7 separate regions of the Mus musculus genome follow, and all the other regions are linked to region 5. The links are chromatin contacts, called in public promoter capture Hi-C maps. All regions are on one chromosome and are shown on one strand. Each heading gives the region's core, a stretch centred on a gene start, on an enhancer-like site or on the middle of the called end of the contact. The rest is flanking DNA. Distances are from core to core; before and after follow the strand shown.

What was found. Promoter capture Hi-C pulls out the DNA fragments that hold promoters and counts their contacts.
Region 1: a promoter capture Hi-C map of pre-B cells shows a contact between it and region 5, with 4 times the contacts expected there. The contact joins the promoter of Ube2v2 here to the promoter of Cep20 in region 5. A contact is called at or near these places in 8 of 39 promoter capture datasets (the C10 cell line, cranial neural crest, hematopoietic stem and progenitor cells and 4 more), 1 of 484 Hi-C or Micro-C datasets (CD4 T cells) and 2 of 115 datasets of contacts at active chromatin or transcription factors (embryonic stem cells and extraembryonic endoderm stem cells).
Region 2: a promoter capture Hi-C map of liver shows a contact between it and region 5, with 4 times the contacts expected there. The contact joins the promoter of Cebpd here to the promoter of Cep20 in region 5. A contact is called at or near these places in 7 of 39 promoter capture datasets (the 3T3-L1 cell line, cranial neural crest, hippocampal neurons and 3 more) and 1 of 115 datasets of contacts at active chromatin or transcription factors (astrocytes).
Region 3: a contact with region 5 is called in a promoter capture Hi-C map of pre-B cells, with 5 times the contacts expected there. The contact joins the promoter of Prkdc here to the promoter of Cep20 in region 5. A contact is called at or near these places in 7 of 39 promoter capture datasets (the C10 cell line, cranial neural crest, embryonic stem cells and 4 more), 2 of 484 Hi-C or Micro-C datasets (CD4 T cells and uterus), 5 of 115 datasets of contacts at active chromatin or transcription factors (astrocytes, embryonic forebrain, embryonic stem cells and 1 more) and 2 of 9 other capture datasets (adipose tissue and liver).
Region 4: a promoter capture Hi-C map of pre-B cells shows a contact between it and region 5, with 5 times the contacts expected there. The contact joins the promoter of Yars2 here to the promoter of Cep20 in region 5. A contact is called at or near these places in 9 of 39 promoter capture datasets (the 3T3-L1 cell line, 3T3-L1-derived adipocytes, the C10 cell line and 6 more), 1 of 115 datasets of contacts at active chromatin or transcription factors (large pre-B cells) and 2 of 9 other capture datasets (adipose tissue and pancreatic islet).
Region 6: a promoter capture Hi-C map of pre-B cells shows a contact between it and region 5, with 4 times the contacts expected there. The contact joins the promoter of Spidr here to the promoter of Cep20 in region 5. A contact is called at or near these places in 7 of 39 promoter capture datasets (the 3T3-L1 cell line, the C10 cell line, cranial neural crest and 3 more) and 1 of 115 datasets of contacts at active chromatin or transcription factors (astrocytes).
Region 7: a contact with region 5 is called in a promoter capture Hi-C map of pre-B cells, with 4 times the contacts expected there. The contact joins the promoter of Ercc4 here to the promoter of Cep20 in region 5. A contact is called at or near these places in 4 of 39 promoter capture datasets (the C10 cell line, embryonic stem cells, liver and 1 more), 2 of 484 Hi-C or Micro-C datasets (both in CD4 T cells), 1 of 115 datasets of contacts at active chromatin or transcription factors (thymic regulatory T cells) and 2 of 9 other capture datasets (embryonic stem cells and liver).

The regions. Positions count from the first base shown.
Region 1 is chr16:15,592,539-15,595,820 of GRCm38.p6, forward strand. Ube2v2 (ubiquitin-conjugating enzyme E2 variant 2) reads right to left here and starts at 1,980. Exons shown (of 4, transcript NM_023585.4): 1 at 1,922-1,980. The coding sequence starts at 1,937.
Region 2 is chr16:15,885,771-15,888,967 of GRCm38.p6, forward strand. It overlaps Cebpd (CCAAT/enhancer binding protein (C/EBP), delta), which reads left to right and starts at 1,516. Exons shown (of 1, transcript NM_007679.4): 1 at 1,516-3,197. The coding sequence starts at 1,555. The coding sequence ends at 2,361.
Region 3 is chr16:15,635,985-15,639,477 of GRCm38.p6, forward strand. Prkdc (protein kinase, DNA activated, catalytic polypeptide) reads left to right here and starts at 1,882. Exons shown (of 86, transcript NM_011159.2): 1 at 1,882-2,058. The coding sequence starts at 1,905. It overlaps Mcm4 (minichromosome maintenance complex component 4), which reads right to left and starts at 1,416. Exons shown (of 16, transcript NM_008565.3): 1 at 1,127-1,416; 2 at 637-798; 3 at 202-365; 4 at 9-110. The coding sequence starts at 1,196.
Region 4 is chr16:16,301,176-16,304,559 of GRCm38.p6, forward strand. It overlaps Yars2 (tyrosyl-tRNA synthetase 2 (mitochondrial)), which reads left to right and starts at 1,790. Exons shown (of 5, transcript NM_198246.2): 1 at 1,790-2,572; 2 at 3,361-3,384. The coding sequence starts at 1,809.
Region 5 is chr16:14,315,947-14,319,231 of GRCm38.p6, forward strand. Cep20 (centrosomal protein 20) reads right to left here and starts at 1,386. Exons shown (of 5, transcript NM_025345.2): 1 at 1,348-1,386. The coding sequence starts at 1,375.
Region 6 is chr16:16,145,345-16,148,694 of GRCm38.p6, forward strand. Spidr (scaffolding protein involved in DNA repair) reads right to left here and starts at 1,507. Exons shown (of 20, transcript NM_146068.4): 1 at 1,401-1,507. The coding sequence starts at 1,433.
Region 7 is chr16:13,108,328-13,111,572 of GRCm38.p6, forward strand. Ercc4 (excision repair cross-complementing rodent repair deficiency, complementation group 4) reads left to right here and starts at 1,409. Exons shown (of 11, transcript NM_015769.2): 1 at 1,409-1,814. The coding sequence starts at 1,608.

The DNA of each region.
Region 1 (3,282 bases), core at 730-3,229, 1.3 Mb after region 5:
GAGTAATGCTTAAGCTAAATTCTATGAAAGCCTCTTGACTTGGGGAAAGGAAGGAGGAAACTTCAGACACTTCCATCTGAGAAGGAACCAAGAATGTAAAGAAAAATTTATCTAAGAAGGAATGTATGAGAGTCAGTGTCGAGACTAAAACAGAAAAAAACTCATCCTTTGAGGAATACTCCAAATTAAGTTAGTCATGATGGAGAGAATGCTGGATTATACTCTTGCTTCTGTTCCTGTAAAGTTATGTGTAACTTTTTACTTCTTTGGTTTCTCAATTTTCTAAGAAGGAATTCTCAATCTAATTTGAATTATTATCCTCCAAACTTTTTCCAGTTAGAGTTCAAGGTCAGCCTGGCTACATGGGACACTGACTCAAAAATAAATAAATAAGCTCCATTTTCTAAGATGTATTTTAATTATACCAAAGTTCCCATTTCCTTGGTCTAAAACCAGTGAAAATAACAAACAGGATACAGATATCTAATATGCAATACATGGGCAAATAATCCAACGCTTAGAGTACACATTCAATTGCCAAAAACCAAAGTTTGATAAAAAGTATGGACCACTCATTTTATCTAATTACTGCTCTTTTCAAAATACTTAACATTCTTTCATATGAGTAGTGTTAAATATGTTCCAAAAAACAAATGCTGACTGGAGAGATGGCTCAGCTGCTAAGAACACTGGTTGCTCTCCCAGAGGTCCTGAGTTCAATCCCCAGCAATCACAAGGTGGCTCACAGCCATCTGTAATGGAACCCAATGCCCTCTTCTAGTGTGTCTGAAGACAGCTACAGTGTACTCATATATATATAATAAATATTTTTAAAAAGAACAAATGCAATCACAAATTGACATTTTTCATATTACAATACACCATTTTATTAGTTTAATTTTAAGGTAGTGAGCACAACTCTTTAAAAAACATGGCACTAATAAGCACATATATTTCAAATAAGAAGTAAAGAGATTAAGGGTTATAACATTAAAAGATCACTTTTAAAATGAGCTTTGGTCTTGGACAGCTCTGATCTGACCACTGATGTATTTTCCAGAGGTAGAACTGCTAAAGATTTTATTGTCTATGGCACTCATACACATAAAGGTAAGATTTAAACAATATGAAAAATGTATATGAAGGCATTACCTTGAAATGTTAACAATCACAACATGCACTCAACCTCTTCCATTTCTACAACCTAGATTCAATAAGAACTAGAAAAAAAAATAAATCTTATGAATCATCATTTTTAAATGCTAAAACTCAACACTTTTAAACTGTTTTAATTTTTTTTGTCACCAAATTTCTAAACCCTGTTGGCATTTAAATTTCAAGTTTCTGCTCAAAGGCAACCGAACATTGTAGACAAGAGTAGAACACCTATCTAAGGTACCAACTGTCCTGCAATTAGCTTTCGTCTGGCTCAGTGTACTGTAGTTTTTCACTTAATTGAAAAAAAAAAAGAAGAAGAAGAAGAAGAAGAACACGCATTCGGCCACCTAAGTAAAATCGTCGCCCTCTTATTCCAGACAGCAGCCACCCTCCGGTTAGTCCTATCCTCCCGCACGTGTCTGTCTGGTGGACTCCCAGCCTAGATCCCCGGCTCCATCCAGGATGCCTCTCCGCCGTAGCCCCGTTGATGGGCAATGCCACCGCCACCGCGGGCCGCTCCAGCGCACTCCACCCTCGGCTCCGCTGCGGCGCCCAGATCTGCCGGTCCTCCCGCAGGGCCGCCGCGGGCGGTGGGCGCGCAGGCTCCCCGTCACCGCGAGCTCTGACACGCGCGTCCCGACCTCCCTACCGCCCGCCCCACCCCCTGCCCCTCGCGGGGCCCTCCGCACTGCGCACCCGCAGTCCCGCGCGGCCCGCCGGACAGAAAGCAGCGGGAGCGCGGCAGACCCGGCTAGGAACCGACCTGTGGAGACCGCCATCTTCTCCTGCTACCAGACGCACCACCGCACGCAGGGCGTCAACGTCACTTCCGGCAGCGCGTTGCTCTCCGTCATAGAGGGACCGATAGTGGGGATAGTGGGGACTGTATCAGGTTCCTGTTCCTGGCAAGCTTTGCCCCTGATGGTCTCTGGAACTGTTGGTTCATCGGTTGTCCTAATCAAAACACACACATAAAACTGGGTTGGGAGACTAAGGCAGCATGAGCTTAAAAAGTCTTTAAAAGATCTGAGATCTCCAATAGTGTCAGTGTGTCCAAGGGAAATTTTCCCTATGACTCCTCTTATTAAATATTGAAATAATGTCTAAACAAACGCTAACAGTTACATCACGAGCCGGGCGTGGTGGCGCACGCCTTTAATCCCAGCACTCGGGAGGCAGAGGCAGGCGGATTTCTGAGTTCGAGGCCAGCCTGGTCTACAAAGTGAGTTCCAGGACAGCCAGAGCTATAAAGAGAAACCCTGTCTCGAAAAACAAAGTTACATCACACCAAACCTGTTATTAATAATCAAGGTAAAACATGGGAATTCACAATTGTGTTGGGGAAAAAAAAAAAAAACTATTCCAAAAGGTTGGGCTGTGTTAGTGCAGGCTACGTTTAGGCTGTAGTTTTGCTCTGATGACACCAGAACCAAAAGTCCATCAGTAAAGAAAGCCACAGAAGAAACTCAAGCAAAACCGTGAAGCAAAAAGGGATGGAGAAAAGCAGCTTACCACCTTGCTTCTGAGAAGGCTAGGCTGACTCCATGACAGACTTCAAATTGACAGTTAAGGAGACTGGGCCTAAGAACTGGGAAAGTCCAGGCAAGCCCAGGCAAGTCAATTACTAATAGAAAAAAACCCAGGCTCCAGCCTTCATGCCCGATAATGGTTCTAGGATGCCTAGAGATAGAGTAAGATAAAACTCATCTTCCCCAGAATTCCAATGTGCTTTAAAGCAAGCATGCACACTCACTTAGTTGTCTCTCTGTTTTGGCAATGGGAGACTCCAACACGCTGGACTTCTGCAAAATAAAGCACTCTCTGAGTATACATACTATTTGAGTCCCAGGTGTCATTCTTCGGTGAATCATGGACCTTTACATTTCTATCTTACGTTCACCTACCTTATTTGGAGGAGTAAGCCCATGTACCTAAAGATGGTATACCCATACCCAACTGGATTCTCCTACAACAATTAGTGACTAAGAAAGTTCCCCCAGGTTTTTCTTTTCAGACATGCCCACAGGTTATTCTGACTAAGGCAAGTCTTAAATTGAGATTTCCTCTTTCCATTTGTGTCAAGTTCACAACAAAGATTATCTAATACAAGTCCATTCCAAGTGC
Region 2 (3,197 bases), core at 266-2,765, 1.6 Mb after region 5:
TGTTCTGTCATGTTGCCTTTCTCCATTTCTGGAAAATTGAAAAGTACGCACTGGTTGGCGGGTTTCTGAATACACAGAGCTTTCAGGTGCGGCCCAATAGTGGCCACGGTAGCCTGTCCTTCTGAGACATTCTAATTGGCCCCGCTGTCTTGTAAACACAACTTTTCATAAACGTAGTGAGTGGACCCAGGTATCAAAACAAGCATGTTGTCTCACTGAAAACAGCCTCGGAATGTGGTCTCTCTGAGGGATAAACACGTGTTCTCTAATCATGCTTCTATGGCATCCAGGGCTAAGAACCACGAACGTCTCCTAGGGTTTTCCTGTGCATGCATATCACATGTGCGCTGGCTTTAACCCCAGAGGCAATTAGTTACAATAGCAACATCATATGCCATTTATAAACATCACTGATCATTATGAAATTCCAAGGCTGTGTTTACCTTTTTTTTCCAAAAAAAGCCATTAAATATTCCACAGCCCCTCATTAGGATTTTCCTCAGGAACTGAAGGTAGGAGCTAGGCTGCTCTGTGTAAATCAGCTGATGTTTGTTGTCAGAACACCTGGTGAATCGGAATGAATTAGGGGAGGGATATGAGGGACACATCTGAATTTGGACAGATGATTTTCTTGACTTTTGCTTGAGACAGGCCATCAGGCACTTGAACTCCTGGGGTTCAACTACCCACCTAGCCTATCAGGTTTGAGTAGCTGGGGTTGAAATTTCTCTTCATCTTTTCACGAATTTTGAAGAGCTGGCAACTTAACACCTCTTTGTGAGTACTGATGTAAATCTTAGCTTTCTCTCAGCAAGCCACAATTTCAGAATAATATCCCTTTTGGGTACAATTTGCAAGAAAAAGAAACAGCAAGATGCTATGCTACCACCAGGTGGCACAGCTTTAATAACCAAGAAGAAATGCCAGAGCACCCAAGATCCGCTGTCAGGTGCGGAGAAACGCACCGCGGTTAGGGTGGCCATCACTCTTCCGTTGGCTTTGTGGTCAGCGGGGAGCCCGGTTGATCTGTCCGTCTATCAGGCTCTGTTGCTGAACCTAACCTCGACGGCAGCTGGGCCTGGGCACTCCGAGAGGTGTAGCTGGAGAGGGTTCGAATTTCAGGAGGCTCCCACTGGCTGCGCTCACTCTGGACCGCCGGAGGCTGAGGCCCGGGTCCGCGAACCACGGTTCACTAGTTCTGGTCTCGTGGCGGAGGTGCCAGGACTCGAGCTGCGGAGCCTTGATCCCTGTTCCGCCTTTGCTATGTCTGAAGGCGTCCTGCTTTGCGCGTGTCGGGGCCAAATCCAGATTTTCATTTCGCTCCAGGCTTGGACGGCTAAGTAGGTCCAAACCGCACAAACAGGAAGGAGGGAAGGCAAGGAGTGCGGGCAGAGGGCGGGTCGTTCCCAGCAGCACCCCAGTCCCTCCCCGCTCCGGTCTCCGACCCACTGGGGCCGGGGCGGGGCGTGCGCGTCAGCTGGGGCTAGAAAAGGCGGCGGTCCGGCCCGGCGAGGTGACAGCCCAACTTGGACGCCAGGTCCGGCCGACGCCGCCATGAGCGCCGCGCTTTTCAGCCTGGACAGCCCGGTGCGCGGCACACCCTGGCCCACAGAACCCGCGGCCTTCTACGAGCCAGGCAGGGTGGACAAGCCCGGCCGAGGGCCCGAGCCAGGGGATCTGGGGGAGCTGGGCTCCACGACTCCTGCCATGTACGACGACGAGAGCGCCATCGACTTCAGCGCCTACATTGACTCCATGGCCGCCGTGCCCACCCTAGAGCTGTGCCACGACGAACTCTTCGCCGACCTCTTCAACAGCAACCACAAAGCGGCCGGCGCGGGCGGCCTGGAGCTGCTGCAGGGCGGCCCTACGCGACCCCCGGGTGTGGGGTCTGTCGCTAGGGGGCCGCTCAAGCGCGAACCCGACTGGGGCGACGGCGACGCGCCGGGCTCCCTGCTGCCGGCGCAAGTGGCGGTGTGCGCGCAGACAGTGGTGAGCTTGGCGGCCGCGGCTCAGCCCACTCCACCCACTTCGCCGGAGCCTCCTCGAGGCAGCCCGGGGCCGAGCCTCGCGCCCGGCACAGTCCGAGAAAAGGGCGCGGGCAAGAGGGGTCCGGACCGCGGCAGCCCGGAGTACCGGCAGCGGCGCGAGCGCAACAACATCGCTGTGCGCAAGAGCCGCGACAAGGCCAAGCGCCGCAACCAGGAGATGCAGCAGAAGCTGGTGGAGTTGTCGGCCGAGAACGAGAAGCTGCATCAGCGCGTGGAGCAGCTCACCCGGGACCTGGCTGGCCTCCGGCAGTTCTTCAAAAAACTGCCCAGCCCGCCTTTCCTGCCGCCCACCGGCGCCGACTGCCGGTAACGCGCGGCGTGGGCCTTTGAGACTCTGAACGACCTATACCTCAGACCCCGACAGCGGGGAGCAGACGCCGCCCGAATCGCTAGTTTCTTTGGGACCTGCGAGCGACAGGAAGCTGCAGCTTGGGCACTGGACTGCGAGAGAAGCTATATTAATCTTTCCCCTTAAATTATTTTTTATAATGGTAGCATTTTCTACGTCTTATTACCATTGCAGCTAAGGTACATTTGTAGAAAAGACATTTCCGACAGACTTTTGTAGATAAGAGGAAGAGACTGCGCATGCTTTTTATATTCATTTTTACAGTATTTGTAAGAATAAAGAAGCATTTAAATCGCTGCAGCTTCCTATGTTCATTCTCTCCCGCACACAACATACTGAGACTTCACCAGGGAAAAGCAAGCACCTGGGAGCCACCCGACCAGGTGCGTTGCCCACACGGGGTAAGGAGATGGACGCGTTTCCTCGCGGTCTCTATTGCCCGCGGAAGGAACACGGGAAAGCATGACTAATTCATGTGTGTGATCCCAGAGTAGGCTGACCTGGGGCGGAGAACAGTTGGCCTAACTTTTAGGTGGTTGCCGAAGGGTGAGGGGGTGGAAGAGAGCTGGGAGTCTGAAACTTGATTCCTCGTTGCCTCTACTTTCCTCAATCTAGGGACAACGTGTAGATTTAAAAATGTGTACCAGTACAAATTAATATCCTAGTATATAAAAAGGGCAGCCCCAAAAGCCAGTAATTGTAATGTTTGCGGGCTTAACCCCCCCCCCCCCCAAAGCTATGTGCCTTTCTACTAAGATACTGGTTGTTCCAACCCCTTCCCTGATCTGCACGGCCTG
Region 3 (3,493 bases), core at 632-3,131, 1.3 Mb after region 5:
AAGCTTACCTGAAAATTCTCTTTACATGTTGCCACATTCACATCTGTTCCCCAAATCACAAGCTTTTGGCCTAGAGACTGTTCACTTGGTACGATGTCTTCTGCTGCTGCCTATTGAGAAAGCGAGGATAGAAACATGTTAATGGGATGACCTACTTTATGCTCTCAAGGTAACACCATCAGAGATCTGCTTTGTACTCACGCCATCAGACTGCAGATCCACCTGCAAACCCTTTCGTGCTGAGCCCAGATCTGGCCTCTGCCTTACAGGTGTGCCTCTCACCCCACTTCTTGGGGTTCCTTCCACTCGCGAGCTGGGAGTGCCATATGTCAATGGTGAACTAACATCAAAGTCCAAAGGAATAGCTATAAAGACAAGATATTTAGCTTTACCATGAAATCCCCATAAGCACATCAAATCCCAATTCCGGAATGCTGTTTGACAATTTAAACAGAATACTTTACTGCAATCTTTCATACCCCAATTGTAGTTCTACTATAAAGTATGCTTTCTTTGCTCACTAGGTCCTAAAATGTACCAACTCTGCTTCTCTCCTCAGGTGTTTCAGTGAAGAATCTATCAGTACACACAGAATAATAGCAACTGGTAAACCAGCAAAACCGACGGCTGACCCACCTAAAGAATGCATCTGAGGAGGGCTGGAAAACAAGGCATTCTGTGCAGGTGGGCTCTGCAGGTCGGCTCCTGGTGAGGTGGGCATTGGCAGTAGCTCTCCGGTGGAAGAATCTTCGCCTCTACGTCTCCGATTGGGTGACGACCTGCTTTCCTCACTTCGAACTTCCGTCATACAAAACAAAAAAGACGATCAACGCTCAAGCTTAGTCTTCCAGGAAGTGCCTTAGGGTAGTCATATTACTTAAACAAGAACACCCCCCCCCCAAAACCCTCAAACTGGAACAGAGGGACAAGGTGTAGGAAAAGGTGGGTCAACTGAACTGACCACGCCAGACTGCCTGGAGACGAGAGCCCAGTATGTGGGTGACAGAGGCTACTATATGCTCAAGGCCTGTCAACCACACACCAGGCTCGAAGGACTCAGGACTTTCCACAGTGCTGCGGGAAGAGACACGAGGCGGAAAGGGGGCAGATGAAGGAGGGAACTCACGGGACTGGGTTGGGGTGACTCGTCCGCGTCGGCTGCTGCGGCGGCTCGGGGTGGATGCCGGGGACGACATGGTGCTGTGGTTGCTGCGCGACAAAAGAAATCTGGCTCTCAGTTGTCCCGCTCCGGGACCTCTCGTACCTCGGATCCGGGTTAGTTGCAAACGCGCACAAAACGGCGAGTCAGGGTTCTGCGCCACCCAGGAGAACGTTCCTGGGCCCGCAGGGTGAAGCGATTCCCGCCAGCCGCTCTGTCGTCACAGCGACCGAAGACGCCTGGCCAATCAAAGAGGCAAGCGCGCGTAGCTCCGCCTCCGGAAAGCGCCGTAAGTGAACTCTGAGAAAAGGTTTCCGGCCAATCACAGCGGCAAAGGCGTGTAGCTCCGCCTCCGGAAGGCGCCACTGCAAGCCGGAGGGGGAGTTCTCGACCGCTACCTAGGAATTACAGCCTAGATTCACTTGCACGCCCCTCGCCTTGGATGGGCCAGCCTGCAGCGGGATTGCGTTTTGGCGGGAAACCCGGGGCCGGCACAACTCCCTTGTGTGTTTACATTTGCGTTGTCCCGAGTGCAAACACCAATCTGTGATATCTCCGCATGGTTAGACTGGTTCTGTCCCTTTGCATTCCGATGTGTACATGTTAAACGCTACAGATCTGCAGGCCGGTGCGCGTCTTCACCCCCCCACCCCCGCGAGAGTATAAGGGAGCAGTTCCGGCTGGGCCTTCAGGGAAGAGCTGGCTAGAGTGCTGAGACGCGCATGCGCGAAGCGGTGCCGGCGTGATGGCGGAGGAGGGAACCGGCGTACGGTGTTGGCTACTGCAGCTGCAGGAGTTCCTGTCCGCAGCAGACCGCTGCAGTGCTGCCGGGGCCAGTTACCAGCTGATTCGTAGTCTGGGGCAGGAGTGCGTGCTGAGCACTAGCTCTGCAGTGCAGGGTGGGTAAGGTCCCTAGACGCAGGGCTCAGCGTTTCTCTCCGTGGTGCGTGTAGTCAACGTCCCGTAAAGTTTATGGAATTGGTAGATGTGTATACTGCTCTCTTCCTAGTATCTGAGGAAGATGCTTTAAAACAGGTGTTGGAAAATGACCACCAAGTTTGGTAGTCATTTTTATCCAAAGTTGGATGAGAGTGCAAGATGGAAGTATTTTCTTCCAGAATAAACTCGCTTGAACTCAATAGGACCTTGACAAAAATCCTTTTTTCGTTGCACCATGTTTTCAGAATAATTGCAAAAATTAATGAAAGTCATGCAATTCTGTAGACATTTTTATTTTTTAGGTTAGGTATTTCCTATCTTGGGCTATAGCCCAAGATAGTCTGGAATTTACTATGTATGTAGAACAAGCCTTCAAATACTGGGGTTATAGATGTGAGGTACCACACGTGCCTTGCTCTTTTTAACCATTTAGTAATTGATGTGTTAAAATAGAGGCTCGAATCTGAACACAGCACACTGGGCCAAAAACAGTTCCACGTGTAAGAGGTTTGGAGGGGGTGGCAGAAAGAGAAGGCGCAGAGAGAGAGAGAGTGAGAGAGGGAGGGACATTCCCTTTATTTATATGGAAAATGACAACACAGGTAAAGGTGGGAGGTGAGCCAAGTGGATATTCTGGGAATATGGTGCCTGATGTCTTGGCAACAGGTCTGCTGGCCTTGCTGTCGCCTATGTGATGTCATAGGTTTGGGAGGTCCTGATGCCAACATACCTCCCTTGTTATAATAAAGAGAAGGAAAGAAAAAGGGAGGGGAAAGCCATGGTGAAAAGGGAGCAAGGGTGTTGTGTCTCTTAAGCTGCTTCCTGTTGTCTAGGGTGTCAATTTTGGGGGGTAGCTGGTTTTCACCATCGGGATCGACTTGGTAAACGTTCACATCAGGTTCCTCTGTGGACAGCAGCTCTTCTGTGGGCAGCAGCTGGCAATACTGTAACAGGAGCTGATTAATATTTGGTTAGGAATTTTTTGTATTTCTCATTGAAGGAATGTAGAAACAAGATTAATGAGGCAGGGAGCAAATAACACCAGGAAGATGACTAGGAAAGGTGCTTATCCCAGCACTCGGGAGGCAGAGGCAGGCGGATTTCTGAGTTCAAGGCCAGCCTGGTCTACAAAGTGAGTTCCAGGACAGCCAGGGCTACACAGAGAAACCCTGTCTCAAAAAATAAAAACAAAAAACCCAAAACAACAACAAAAGACAAAAACAAAAAATGAAAGGGAGCATCCACTTCCATATAGGATTTTCAAAAATCCCAGAACTGGAGGCCTCACGGTCCCTGAAGTTCTCTATGTCTGACTGTAGCTCCTGGGTTTTATTTCTCACTGTCCTGGATTGGTTGATGTAGAAACAGCATTTTTCTTGAAGGAACAGGCAAAGA
Region 4 (3,384 bases), core at 540-3,039, 2.0 Mb after region 5:
TCCATATTTAAAGATTAGCCGGTAATAAAGTGAAACAGCCTACCTCCTTGTTTCAGTTTGGAAGACTATGGAAGGAAATCTCAGCTCCTGACTTCCTCTGGGATACTGAATGACTCTTGTCTGGCCTGAGCTTTCTATTGCCGTGATAAAACAATATGACCAATGGCCTGGGAAGAAAAGCGTTTATTTCACTTTACAGCTTATAATTCGTCATTCAGGGAAGTCAGGGCAAGGACTCTAGTCAGAAAGACTCCTGAAGGAACTAAAGCCGAAGTCATGAAGGAGTGCTACATACTGGCTTATTCCACATTGTTTGATCAGCCTGATTTCTTTTAGCACCCAGGACCACCAAGGGTGGTGTTTCTTTTGGGACCCTGGGACAAGAGACTCAGGTGCATATTTTACATATGAAAACAGATCTGGCTTCCAGGTTCTCTCAGCATCCCTAAGTCTCTACCTGGCATACCCTATCCCCAACCCTGTACATTCCAGCCCAGGGGATGGGCTGCCCTTCCCTCAGACGCTCTTTGCTATACAATCTACACATTTTGCTCTCTCTCTCTCTCTCTCTCTCTCTCTCTCTCTCTCTCTCTCTCTCCCCACCCCCTGCCACAAGCCCTTTCTCCCCCCCCCCATGGCGACCCCCCCTGGCCTCAATTCTAGGGGGACAGTAAATCTGCTTTATAATCTAATCTGGTTTGAATTGGCTCATTTTACCGGAGAAAGGACCTATCAAGAGGCACCACCCACAGTGAGCTGGTCCCTTCCACATCAATCACTGATCACCACTGGCTTGTTCATAGGCCACATTGGTTGAGGGCATTTTCTCAGTTTAAGTACCTCAATGACTCTAACTTTGTCAACTTGGCATAAAACTAGCCAGCACACCTCTACTGCAACTTACTCCTGGCTCAATTGTTCTCTGTCTCCCTCCATAACCCCTACTTCTCTCACAATGGTAGGTGATGGCCACAAATGGCACATTCTCAATAATGCTACTCCACATAAATCAGGGAGTTTTGAAAGTATGGCCCACGTCTACTCATATATGGAAATGTCAGAATAAATTCATTATTTTGTACAATTTGTGTACGCTAATTAAAATGTTTAAAGAAAATTAGTCAGAATCTACAATGGGACTTGGGGGCTGGCTCACCTGCCATACAATTGCAAATGAGAGTCCTCATCCTGGTGAGAGGATTCCTAAAAGCACCTAATATGTTATGACTTTGAATGACTCCAGTTTTTGTTATACTAAACACAGGGAGTTCTTTCCTGTTTTGACTTTCCTCTTGCTAGGAGGAGACTGCCACCTTCAGGACACCCACTAATGACGTGTGTGTGTGTGTGTGTGTGTGTGTGTGTGTGTGCGCGCGCCTGCCTGCCTGCCTGTACTGTGACGAGGCTCTCATTAACTGGGGAAACTGGTACAAAGAAATTTCGTCTCCACTCCACTCCGAGTTCTTTCTACAGGTCCAAGACTTATGGGACTTGAGCATCACAGCTTTTGCATGATCATTTAAACGACAGTAAACATTTGTCGAGCGCTTACTACACCGCCAAGTGCTTTCACCACAGCTGTGAGACAGGAAGTACTATCACGACATCCTCACTGAGAAAACGGGAATGAAATGATAGAGGAACAGCGGGGGCCGCAAGACGGAACTCAGTCGGTCCACATTCCAGGACTGCCTACAGCACCAAAGCCTAACAGGCCTCCCGCTACGCCCGAGCATGCGTAGAGAGACACCGAGGCGCCCGCGGTCGCAGGGCGACAGAGGTCCAGCATGCCTTGCGTGTCCCGCAAGATGGCGGCGCCCATGCTGAGGCGCCTGTGCCGCGTTCCGCAGTCCCTGGTCTGGCTACGAGGGTCGCGTGCGGTGCGCCCGGGCGCGCGGGGAATGCTGGTGGCACCGAGGGCCCGCGGCTTGTTCAAGGAGTTCTTCCCCGAGAGCGGCACGAAGACAGAGCTCCCCGAACTCTTTGACCGCCGCAGGGCGGGCTCGTCCCCCCAGACGGTGTACTGCGGCTTCGACCCCACGGGCGACTCGCTCCACGTGGGGCACCTGCTAACTCTGTTGGGGCTCTTCCACTTCCAGCGAGCCGGCCACAACGTGATCGCGCTCGTGGGAGGCTCCACGGCCCTCCTGGGGGACCCCAGCGGCCGGACCAAGGGGCGCGAGGCGCTGAGCGCCGAGTGCGTGCGGGCCAACGCGCACGCCCTGCGGCGAGGGCTCGAGGCCCTGGCGGCCAACCACGCGCGCCTCTTCGCGGACGGCCGGCCCTGGGGCTCTTTCACGGTGCTGGACAACGCGGCCTGGTTCCAGGAGCAGCACCTGGTGGATTTCCTGGCCACGGTGGGCGGCCACTTCCGCATGGGCACTCTGCTGAGCCGGCTGAGCGTGCAGTCGCGTCTCAAGAGCCCCGAGGGCATGAGCTTGGCGGAGTTCTTTTACCAGGTGCTCCAGGCCTATGACTTCTACTACCTTTTCCAGCACTATGGATGCCGGGTCCAACTGGGCGGATCAGATCAGTTGGGCAACATCATGTCTGGCTACGAGTTCATCCACAAGTAAGCTGGAATTGTTAGAGCCTACGGAAACCCGGGGACGAGTATACAGAAGTAGTGTGTTATTCGTTAGGAAGATTGTAAGTTAGAGCTGGGAGTTAGAGCTGCTGGAAGCAGACCGATATTCAAGATTTGGATTGTGTCTGTTTTCCCTAAGTCGCCTTTAGTTTCTTTAGAAATTGTTATTTATCCTGAAAATAATTGGACTTCTGTTTAGAACCGTGTGCACTAATTTAGCTTTTCGCCTCCATAAAGATTTTCACAGCGTTTTCTTTTTTTAAAGATTGATTTATTTATGTATGAGTGCTCCATCTCTATGTAACACCTGCATGCCAGAAGAGGGCACCAAATTCTTATATTATATCCCACATGGTTGCTGGGAATTGAACCCAGGATCTCTGGAAGAACCACTGAGCCACCTCTCCAGTCCTCACAGTTTTCTTGAGGAACATAGATTATATGGCTGGTTCGTGTGCTACACGACAAAACTCATTTAAAAATATTAAAAGCCACCTTCTAAATGTACCTCCTGGTATCCTTTCGCCCAACTTTGTCATTTTTCTACCTGATCCTTCAAAAATCAAGTCCTGTTGACCTGCTCAGGTGCATTCCTCAATTGCACTTAAGCACGACACATGTAGATATAAAATGCGTGTTTTTATGGTTCTTGAGGACCTGAGTCCAGACTGAGAAAGGGTTTTAAAAACATATAGTAAGTAACCAGACTTAAATGTGTACTGTGCTTGGTGGAACTAATTGTGCCTAACAGAATACCATGAATGTATGTGTAGGTTGACTGGAGAGGATGTGTTTGG
Region 5 (3,285 bases), core at 136-2,635:
GGTAATGAACTCTACTTCTCAGAGAAAGAGCTAGGTGAAATGGAAGAGGTTTTAGACCAGTAAAAGCCCAGAAAATGTAAGATCACTGATTAGGAACAAGTTTTTATTACTTTTCTCTCAGACACAAAGCATACCAAGAACCAGAGAACGCAGAAGAACATATATAAGGAGGTCCCCCTCAATTTGTAGGGATAACCTCTGGGCTCTTTTATCATTTTGCTACTTGTAGTCTTATGCTTACAATGCTATTATTATAAAAATGCCTTCAGGAATTGGTCTTAACCCAACTTCTTTTCCATAGACTTTATCTTGAAATCCTATGAAAAGTTTATACAATATACATGTACTATGTATACTCCCATCCCCAGAACAGCTCATTGACTCATGTGAAGTCCCTCCTGGGGACTGAGGTATGTCTGCTTTTGGAATGCTCACCAGCAGTGTCCCCAATACATATGCAGTCAATAGTTACTACATCTTAGTCTCCAAACTATTCCATTTGGTTCTCTCCAGATTTCCATTACCGTTGGCTTAGTCTCTGAATTCCTTGACACTCAGAACTAGGTTTATTCTACGGGAAGCAGAATGGCATGATTAAGCCAGTGCACCTTATGGGGTTTCCACACGAGTCGATTTCTATCTAAATTATCGTGGATGAAATATTCCAACTCTCATGTATGAAATGGACATAGCGTTGCTACACAGAATCAAGTTGGATGAGTTGTTAAGGGTCTGATAGAATCACATACTGAACCTTAACTCCAATTACAACTCAAACGTTAACTCTAATTACTATTCAGAGTTAACAGTATACACGCGTTATTGATGTCTACTCCTTGTTTTGTAGTCCTGGGGATGGAACCTGCATGCACCCTGCACACAACCAACCATTTTGGAAAACCTCTTCCGAAAAATCCTGAAGAGCCGCCAGGATGGACAACTCTGTCTCAGGTTTCTGCCAAAGGACAAGGAGGACCTAGCCATACGTTGTCGTCCGGATGGGCTAGCCGTGCAAATCATTGGGAAGTGTGTCTGTCACCAAATCGTGGCTGTGGTGTTGTCGTGGTCAGCTCGGAACGCAGGCCTTTGGGCGCTGTCTGCTCAGTAGGGTTCTAAGAGATACCCAGAGGTCCTGAGGGGACAACAGATACCAGTCCCTTCCTCCAGCTCAAAGGCTGGCCCTAACATAGCGCATGCGCAAAGGCCGCCCCTGGTGGGCCCTGCCACCCTAGAACGACCCTGGAAAAAGATGAGCCGATGTCCCGCGCGCTCTCCTTCTGTCCCATCCCTATCATATACGGAAGGTTCGACGCTTCCCGCAACCGAGCATCCCCTCAATGCACTCACCAGCTTTCAGTTCCGTAACAGTCGCCATTTTTCAACGGCTGCTGGTGCCACGCCTCTCCAGTGCGTACGCACGGCTCTCGGCGCGGCCTCCAACCAATAGGAGTATGGCTCTGCTAGACCGCGTCTGTGCCTGCGCTCCGGTGATTGGCGAGCCGCCACATGAGACTCCACCAATCAGCGACCGTGTGAGGCGGGCTACACTGCAGAAAAGCTTGGAGCCAGAGCCAAATCTGTACCCAACTGCTTTGCCTTTTGTCGCCGCCCAAGTCCTACAGGTCAAGGTGCTGATTGTTCACCTCCCCTCCCCGCACCTTGGCAGGCTTTGTGCTCAGTCCGAGTCCCAGACACAACCCAGCGTCAGAATTACCTGGAAGACTGGTTAGAACAGACTGCTCTGACCCACCCTTGGGTCTTTCTGAGGCACGGACCAAGAGTTGGTTTTTCTGTCAACTTCCAGAATGCTGTGGATGGATGCTGTTAGTCTGAGAAGTGCCACCTTAAAAATCATCTTACACGGCACCCACTCGAAAGTGAACACTAGGAAGTCTTTACACGCCTCAGGTCAATGATGCCCGTTATACAGAGGAGGAAGTTGAGTGTCTAAAGGAAGATCACTGGCAAATGGTGGAGCAGGTGATAACCTAAACCCAGGCCAGCATCTCTTCAAAGCTTGCTCTCTACACTACCGTTAACACCGAGTACATTTGGAATCCTCGAGTTGTTTGTGGAAACAGCTGATAAAAGATTAAGAAGAACAAACATGGGAATAATACATTCAAAATGTGAGGCAGTATAATGGCAGTTGACTCTCCAGGGAGTCTAAGACACTGGACCCTTAAAATTCTGGACAGCCCAATAGTGGAAGTCTATGAGTGGATGCTAGTGAGCATATTTTCGAGGAAGTAAACTGTAAGAAATAGAAAATATAGACTTTAAAAGAAATCATTGGGTGTTTGTTTGTTTTTGTCTCATCTTGTAGTCCACGCTATCTGGGCATTCACTCTGTAGCTCAGGCTGACATTGAACTAACAACAAACACTCTTTTTGCCTCATTCTCAAAGTGATGAACGCCCCTATACTGCCACAACTTGGTTTTGTTTTTAAATTTGCCTCAGGGAGATAGATGTATGTTCTTCCTAAGATTAGCTTTGTTTTGTTTTTTTTCTGAAGTGCACAGGGTGGCTTTGAATTAGCCCTCCTTTCTTTAGCCTCCCAAGTGCTGCAATGACAGGAGTACATCACCATATCAGGCTTCTGAGATATTTCTTAAAGTGGGTAGCAGTTTTAAAGTTTGAAATCCATTTAGAGGAATGGCTCAGTGAATAAAGTTCTTGCTGCATAAATTTGAAGACCTGAGTAACCTTCGAAACCTGTTCTGTAGCCTTAGAATGGTCTTACTCAGTTAGGCTTTCCTATTTTGTAAAACCATGGTGCCTGAATACTTGGTCAGTAGCTCAGGAAATTAGAAGGATTAACCAATTCTACAGGTGAACAGCACTATTGATATACTGATGAGGAATTCCAGAGGCAAAGCATTATGTGACTTAGTATTCTCACCATGCTCACCAAAAATAGATACAGAGCCGTCATCTCAAACTTTCCCTTAACCTTCTTAACCTCACTTCTTCCCTAACCTTCTGGGGTCAGAGTGGGCTCCGCCTCTATCTTGGGAGTGAGTAGGGCCGAGAATGGGGAAAGGCACAAATTAAAAGAAAGTTTCCAAGTAGATATACATGACACTGGCCCACTCATAATGCCAAGGTTATATCAACTTTTTAGAGACAAGACTTCTCTGTGCCTGGTCCCTCTTGGGGTCAGTTGGAGCTTGGGTCAGTCATGTAGGATTCCCTTACCATGGAGCTTCCCAAGGAGAGGGGAGGCTGTGGTGAGGCTGCTTAGAAGACCACCTTTCAGGCTGGCGAGATGGCTCAGTGGTTA
Region 6 (3,350 bases), core at 257-2,756, 1.8 Mb after region 5:
AGCTAAAAATCGCAGTCCAGGGCAAACTCTTAAAGTTGTGAAAAGGCGCCGGGCATGGTGGCGCATGCCTTTAATCCCAGCACTTGGGAGGCAGAGGCAGGCGGATTTTTGAGTTCTAGGCCAGCCTGGTCTACAAAGTGAGTTCCAGGTCAGCCAGGGCTATACAGAGAAACCCTGTCTCAAAAAACCAAAAAAAAAAAAAAAAAAAAAAAGAAGAAGAAGAAGAAGAAGAAGAAGAAAGAAAGAAAGAAAAGAAAAGAAAAGAAAAGAAAAGAAAAGAAAAGAAAAGAAAAGAAAAGAAAAGAAAAGAAAAGAAAAGAAAAGAAGCCGGGCGTGGTGGCGCACGCCTTTAATCCCAGAACTCGGGAGGCAGAGGCAGGAGGATTTCTGAGTTCAAGGCCAGCCTGGTCTACACAGAGAAACCTTGTCTCGAAAAAAAAAAAAAAAAAAAAGTTGTTGAGAATAGGCACAAAGTCAAAATTTGGAGCTGGGCAGTTAGGAGAAGTGAATGAGCAGCTATAAGAGTGAATCAGGACTTTAGGGACGCTTAAATAAATGTATACAGTTAGCAAGGGTATCGAGGGCTGCAAGAACTAATTTATGTTAGATGTAGAAATGTTTTAATTCCTTGATTTTTTCATCTTTTAGTCTTCCTGAAATTTAAATTAGTCTTTTAAATCATAAGTTATACGTGCTTTTACTCTCTAAATAAGTTACAAAGTTCACAGTGTCATCTTTCAAGGCTATCTGAGAAATAAGTACGAATGGTAGTGTTAAGGGAGTTTAGCATTTAGTGAAAGGAAGAGCAGGTGAGGGAATGAAGCACCGTTTGCTGTTCTAAATTTTGAGTATTATGAAATAATCATCTGTAAGTGAGGAACTTTGAAAAGGCAAAATATGATCCAAGAGAAACACAATGTCGGAGAAATGTAGAGGATCGCTTAAATTTCATCCATGTAACAGTTCCTACAACAGTGCCTACAGTATACAGGGACTGCGGGAGACACGGGAGAAGCACGCCTCTCAGAAAGTTTAGGCGGGAAAGCAAAGTGTAGCAAAAGATGCCTGGGACAGAAGAGATACTCCAATACCCACTACTGTCTTGGTGTGTTAAGCAACAAAATAAAACGGAGGCAAATGAACTGCCAGACGCCAGCTCACACTCACTCCGAATCAATTCGTCCTCCCTGTCAGCCACCCACCCGCTTGGTTCCCAGGACCATTCAGCAGACCTGGGCAGAGGCAGAGCGAGGGAACCCTGCCTAGACCGACCGCCACCAACGGGCTCGTGCCGGTCAGACTGGGCGCACCAGCTCCCTTCACCGGACCAGGGACAGGCACGAGAAGCCCACAGAGGTTACACGCCCGCCCTCTGCTTTCATAGCAACAGCACAGCGTACCTTGGACGTGCCGGGGCGGCGGGCTCCAGACATCTCCTACGTGCACAGTCTTCCTGCTCGCCGCCCCATCCGGAAGCCGCCCATCACGCGCCCCGCCCCCTTCCCTCTGGCGACGCCCCTTCCCGCGCCCCGCCCCCTTTCCTCCGGAGACGCCCCTTCCCGCGCCCCGCCCCTTGCGAAAGCCGTCGTCTCAAGTTCCACGGGCTCAAACTGAGGGAGCTGCTGTCTAGGCTCTTCCTCTCGCTCTTTAGGGAGCCTGAGAGCTGATCTACAGGTCATCCTCTCTCCTAGCTAAGCAAAGCCTTAGAGCAGTAACCAGTGATGTGTTAGAATAGCGGGTCACCAAGAAGCACACTAGGCCCAGGCAGTTCAACGTGAAGAGGTTTTATTGAGAGGGAGAGATAAGGGAGTGGCAGAGAGAGAAGAGAAGAGAGCGAGGAGGGGGTGTTCTCCTTATTTATATGGAAAATGATGTAACACAAGTAAGGGTGGGAGGTGAGCCAAGTGAGTTCTGGGATATGGTGGTCGTTGGCTTGGCAGCCGTAAACTAGAATTCAATAATTATTGTTAATTAGTAATAAAACATAAGTAAGCCAGGAAAAGGAATAGTACTTCTCTAACTAATGAGGAATTCTTAAATATAAAATTCATAAATATCAAGAGCAAAGATTTCCTATTTAAAAAAAAAAACTATAGGAACACTAGTTGGATTTGTTATAAAGTAGGTTTCACATACTATAGATCTGGGAAAAGCCAGAGAGCTTACATTCTTAAATTTCTAGATGCTGGTTCAGGGAACATTTTAATGTGGAAGATGAAGCCGTTCCTTGGATGTTTTAAAGCGCTAGGACATAGTTGTCTATGTATGTTCAAACCAGCAGGACAGAGAGCTGCTACTTGAGTGGAAACTGGATTAACAGGGTTTCTAGTGTCGAAAAAAACACTAAATAAGTCCTTGTCAAGAATGTGTTTGCATGGGACTTAAGTAGAAACTAGATTAGCGGAGGCATATTCTATAAAGATATATATTGAAGAAAATATTAAATAAACTATATTGTTGAAAACTTGGAGTGGACAATGGAAAGGATTCTCAGAAAGTTGTATTTACAGATGTGTACAGAAGAGGAGCTTAGAGCCTGGGTGGTGACTTTATTCTCTAACTGAAAGATAGGCAGAGTGGGAAACAAGGCCCTTAATGAATTAAAAATACTACTGCAAGTGGAGCAGTTTTTGATATGCCATTCTGCAAAGGGGGACTACAGCATAGGAGAAAAAAGGACAAAATGACTGGCTTACTGACGTAACACAAGACAGTGGGGTTTTCTGTCTGCTTTGGGTTTCTGTTTGTTTCTTCCACTGGTTAGCTTGTTTGTTTGTGTTTGTTGAGACAGGGTCTCTCACTACTTAGCCCTGACTATCCTAGAACTTACAGTGTAGACCAGGCTAGCCTCAACTCAGAGATTTTCCTGTCTCTGCCTCCTGAGTGCTGAGATTACTGCTGTGCACTACCGCACATGGCAAAATAATATTTGTTTTGTTGTTGTTTGTTTGTTTTTAAAGTCCGAGTTGCAAAAAAAAAAAAAAATCCTGCCCTTCTTTTCCCATGGGCTGATATTTTAGAGAATTACAATTTTCCCAAATTCCCAAAAGTAGTGAATTCAAGGCTGTCTTAGGCTACGTGAAAGGAAACACCAAGTTTAGTTTTCTCTTGGAATAGTTTTCTTAGTCTTTCTAGAATATGTGGTTTTGCTATTGGTTTGTAGTCCTTCTGCAGCACTAATACAATGCTAGCTTGTCACTTCCTCTTATAACTCTCACCTTCCCTGAATATTTCTATCCAAACTTTTATAGATATAGATGTGAGGTCTACTGGAGTGTTCCAGGAATGCCTGCTGAAGTATATAGGTTCTTGTGTCCTACTGCAATGAATTGGACCATGGCTCTGTGATT
Region 7 (3,245 bases), core at 159-2,658, 1.2 Mb before region 5:
CACCCACCTCTGAATGTGTGCTGAGTAACTACTTACTGTACCCTGAACCAACGCTAAGAAACATACCATCCAGCTCTGTGGCCTTGCCTGATTATATAACCGGCTTGTTGAACTGCAGGCATTATCTCCTGGCTCCCAGACATGCTGCGCGGAAAGCGTCTGCAGGCATCTCTGTCCACTTCAGGAAGATGCAGAAATTATTAGATGCTCTTTTAACTGTGACTAGACAGAAGGAAAACGCTGGAAGAAGCAGAGGAGAGAGAGAAAACAAATCCACTTGCAGCGGCTGATGTGAAGGGAGATTGGTAAACGGGAAGGCAATGTAATGAAGGTCGAGCAAACTCAAATAAATGTGTCCTTTTTCTCCCACTAATCGTCCATTCGAGAAACGTACCTTGAGGGTTTGAGTGAACTTCTGTATGAACTAAGCTAGTGAAATGCTATGTTGCGTGCTGGTGGGAGGAGTGGGAGCCAACTAAACGTTCTCCAGTAACTAGACAAGTATATGCCTCCACATTACAGAAAACCCAGCCACATAAAGGACAGAGATTTAGGGAAAATTTGTGACGGAACTCAGGATCTACCACTAAGTTACATCCTAACACCCTTTATATTTGTGCTGGAGGTCTCCATCTCTAGCTCAGGCTGGCCTTGAATTTACTTCAACAAGTGAGATAGCCTGTCCCACCTGGAGAAACCAAAAATCTGGTTTCGAATCTTGGTTGTTTATTATTTCATATAATTAAGCAGGCAAGCAGCCGCACAAACTGAGCAGCGGCAGAGGGTAGGGGGCACGCAAAAGTATGTTGTTAACCATGGTTATTCCTGAGTAATGGAACAATCCTATTTTGCCTTCATTTGTATTTCGTATGGGCTGAAAATAAAGGGGAATGGAGAATTCTGAGAGAGAATGCCTCCTAGATTGCTTACCTGGAGGTTTTTTTAGGTAGTTACAAACACGACCCAAGATGTCCCTCTAGTGGAAGGAACGCGGCTGCAACTGGCACCTGATGGAGGCTTTGTAAAATAACTTACTGAGTTCAAGACCTTTGCAAACAAGAGACTGAAACTCATAAGGTATTGTGCTTATTAAAAATTTTCAAGGCGGGGAGGGGGAGGAATACTTGCAAAAGTAGAGACAAAACCCTCACACTAGGAAAACGATGTCGATTCTGGATGCACTTGGAATACTGACAGCAACATTCTGAACTGTCGGTATTGGAGGATTACGCGGATTAGACTTCTCTGTTTGCATTTTGTTAGTTTATGCCTAGGTCTAGAGAGCCAAAGGATGGGGAACCTAAACACACGCGCGCGCACGCGCGCTAACGCTTTCTGCGCCTCTCGGCTGAGTTCGGGTAGACCTGCCCTGGGCTCGGGCACATTCCGGCCACACTTGTCCCCGCCTCGATTCCTTTTCGGCTACAATCGGTTGGCTCTCTTGAACTCGGCTCCCTTCGGCTACATCCGGCCTCTCTCAGTCGGCCATTGCAGTTACATCTGTTCTGCGCTCCTTCGGCCCTGGCGTCTCTCCCTGCGTTCGGCCAGCGTTCGGCTGGACTCGGCTCTTTCCGTCAGCGTGCGGCCGCGGTCCCGGAAGGGCGCCCATGGAGCCAGGCCTGTCGGGCGAACGGCGGAGTATGGCGCCGCTGTTGGAGTACGAGAGGCAGCAGGTGCTGGAACTGCTCGACAGCGACGGGCTGGTGGTGTGTGCCCGCGGACTCGGCACCGACCGGCTCCTCTACCATTTCCTGCGGCTTCACTGCCACCCGGCCTGCCTGGTGCTGGTGCTCAACACGCAGCCGGCCGAGGAGGTGCGACTGCGGGATGGGTAGACCCAAGGGTTTGGGGGACATCCGATGCGAGATCGGCGCGGTAGGAACGCGGAGCTGTACGGTTGCAGGGACTCCGAGCCCATGCAGATCTTAAACAGGGCACGAAAGGGAATGAATTAAGATCCCAGGGGGGAGATGCGGGGCACCTACACAGTTCCAAGTCGCTGCGAAGGAGGGAAGGGAACCCCAGGGAAATTGAAGTGGCTGCCACGACAAGGGAGGGCATTGAGTGAGGGTCCTGGAAGGAGATCCTGGACTCTGACACTGCGGGATGACTGCCAAGTATAGAATGCATCCCAAGAAAGTCTTGGGTTCCTCTATTGACATGGGAGAGCATTGAATACAGGGCCCAGACACAGTTTGAGGACACTGAGAATACGGGTCCCACACACTCCTTAACACTGAAAAGGAGAGGGGCGAGTAGGCTACACATTGAGGTAGAGTAGTGGATTGAATTGCACTGCAAAGGAGAGACGGTATCAGAATCTGGGTAGGAATAGTGTTTGAGTTTGAAGTTGGATATAAGGGTGTTTGGAGGACAGAGTGTGGTCCCTAAAAGGACAATGACGAGGATGATAGGGTCTCTGAGAGTTATTACTTTCTAGTAGAAAAGGAGACCTTGAGACTTAACAAAAGAAGAGGGATTAGGGAAATGGGGGTGGGGGTGCAGAAGTTAAAGCTAAGGGAGCGATCAATCTGGGTTACAGAGAACAGGTGATCCTGAGGACAGTGGAATGAGACATGCCTTGCTGCGGATGTTGAGAGATGTGGACATAGCCTAGCATGATGAATCTGATGATCCCCTAGGTGTAGTGGCCAGGAAGAAAATGTCAGCTGAGAAGAGTCACTAACAACTCCTTTAAAGGCTGAGGCCCTGTTGGATTCCCCAGGAATCTACAGTGCTTGGCATGGTACTTTGTGCAATGTAAGATGCCCAGAAAAGTGGCATTAGACTGAGAGACTAATGGGCCATTGGACCTATGGACATTCTGGCATCTCTCTAGGAAGTATCAATACTGATCTAACAGTCTAAAGTGTTGTCTGCAGAGAGGAATCCCTTGTCTCAAAACCCGACTTTGGCTGGAAGTAGTTTCTAGGTAGTAGAAAACTTTTTTTAAAGATTTTTTTTAATAATTTATTTATTTATTATATGTAAGTACATTGTAGCTGTCTTCAGACATTCCAGAAGAGGGAGTCAGATCTCATTATGGATGGTTGTGAGCCACCATGTGGTTGCTGGGATTTGAACTCAGGATCTTCGGAAGAGTAGAAAACTTTTAACCCAAAGTTTTAAAAGGTTCTGTGGCTTGGTGTTGAAATGGAAATAATGACTGGAGCACAATTATTTCTTAATATAAACTCCAAAGCACAACTTAACCTTACAAAACAAAACCTTAATTAAAGTGACCT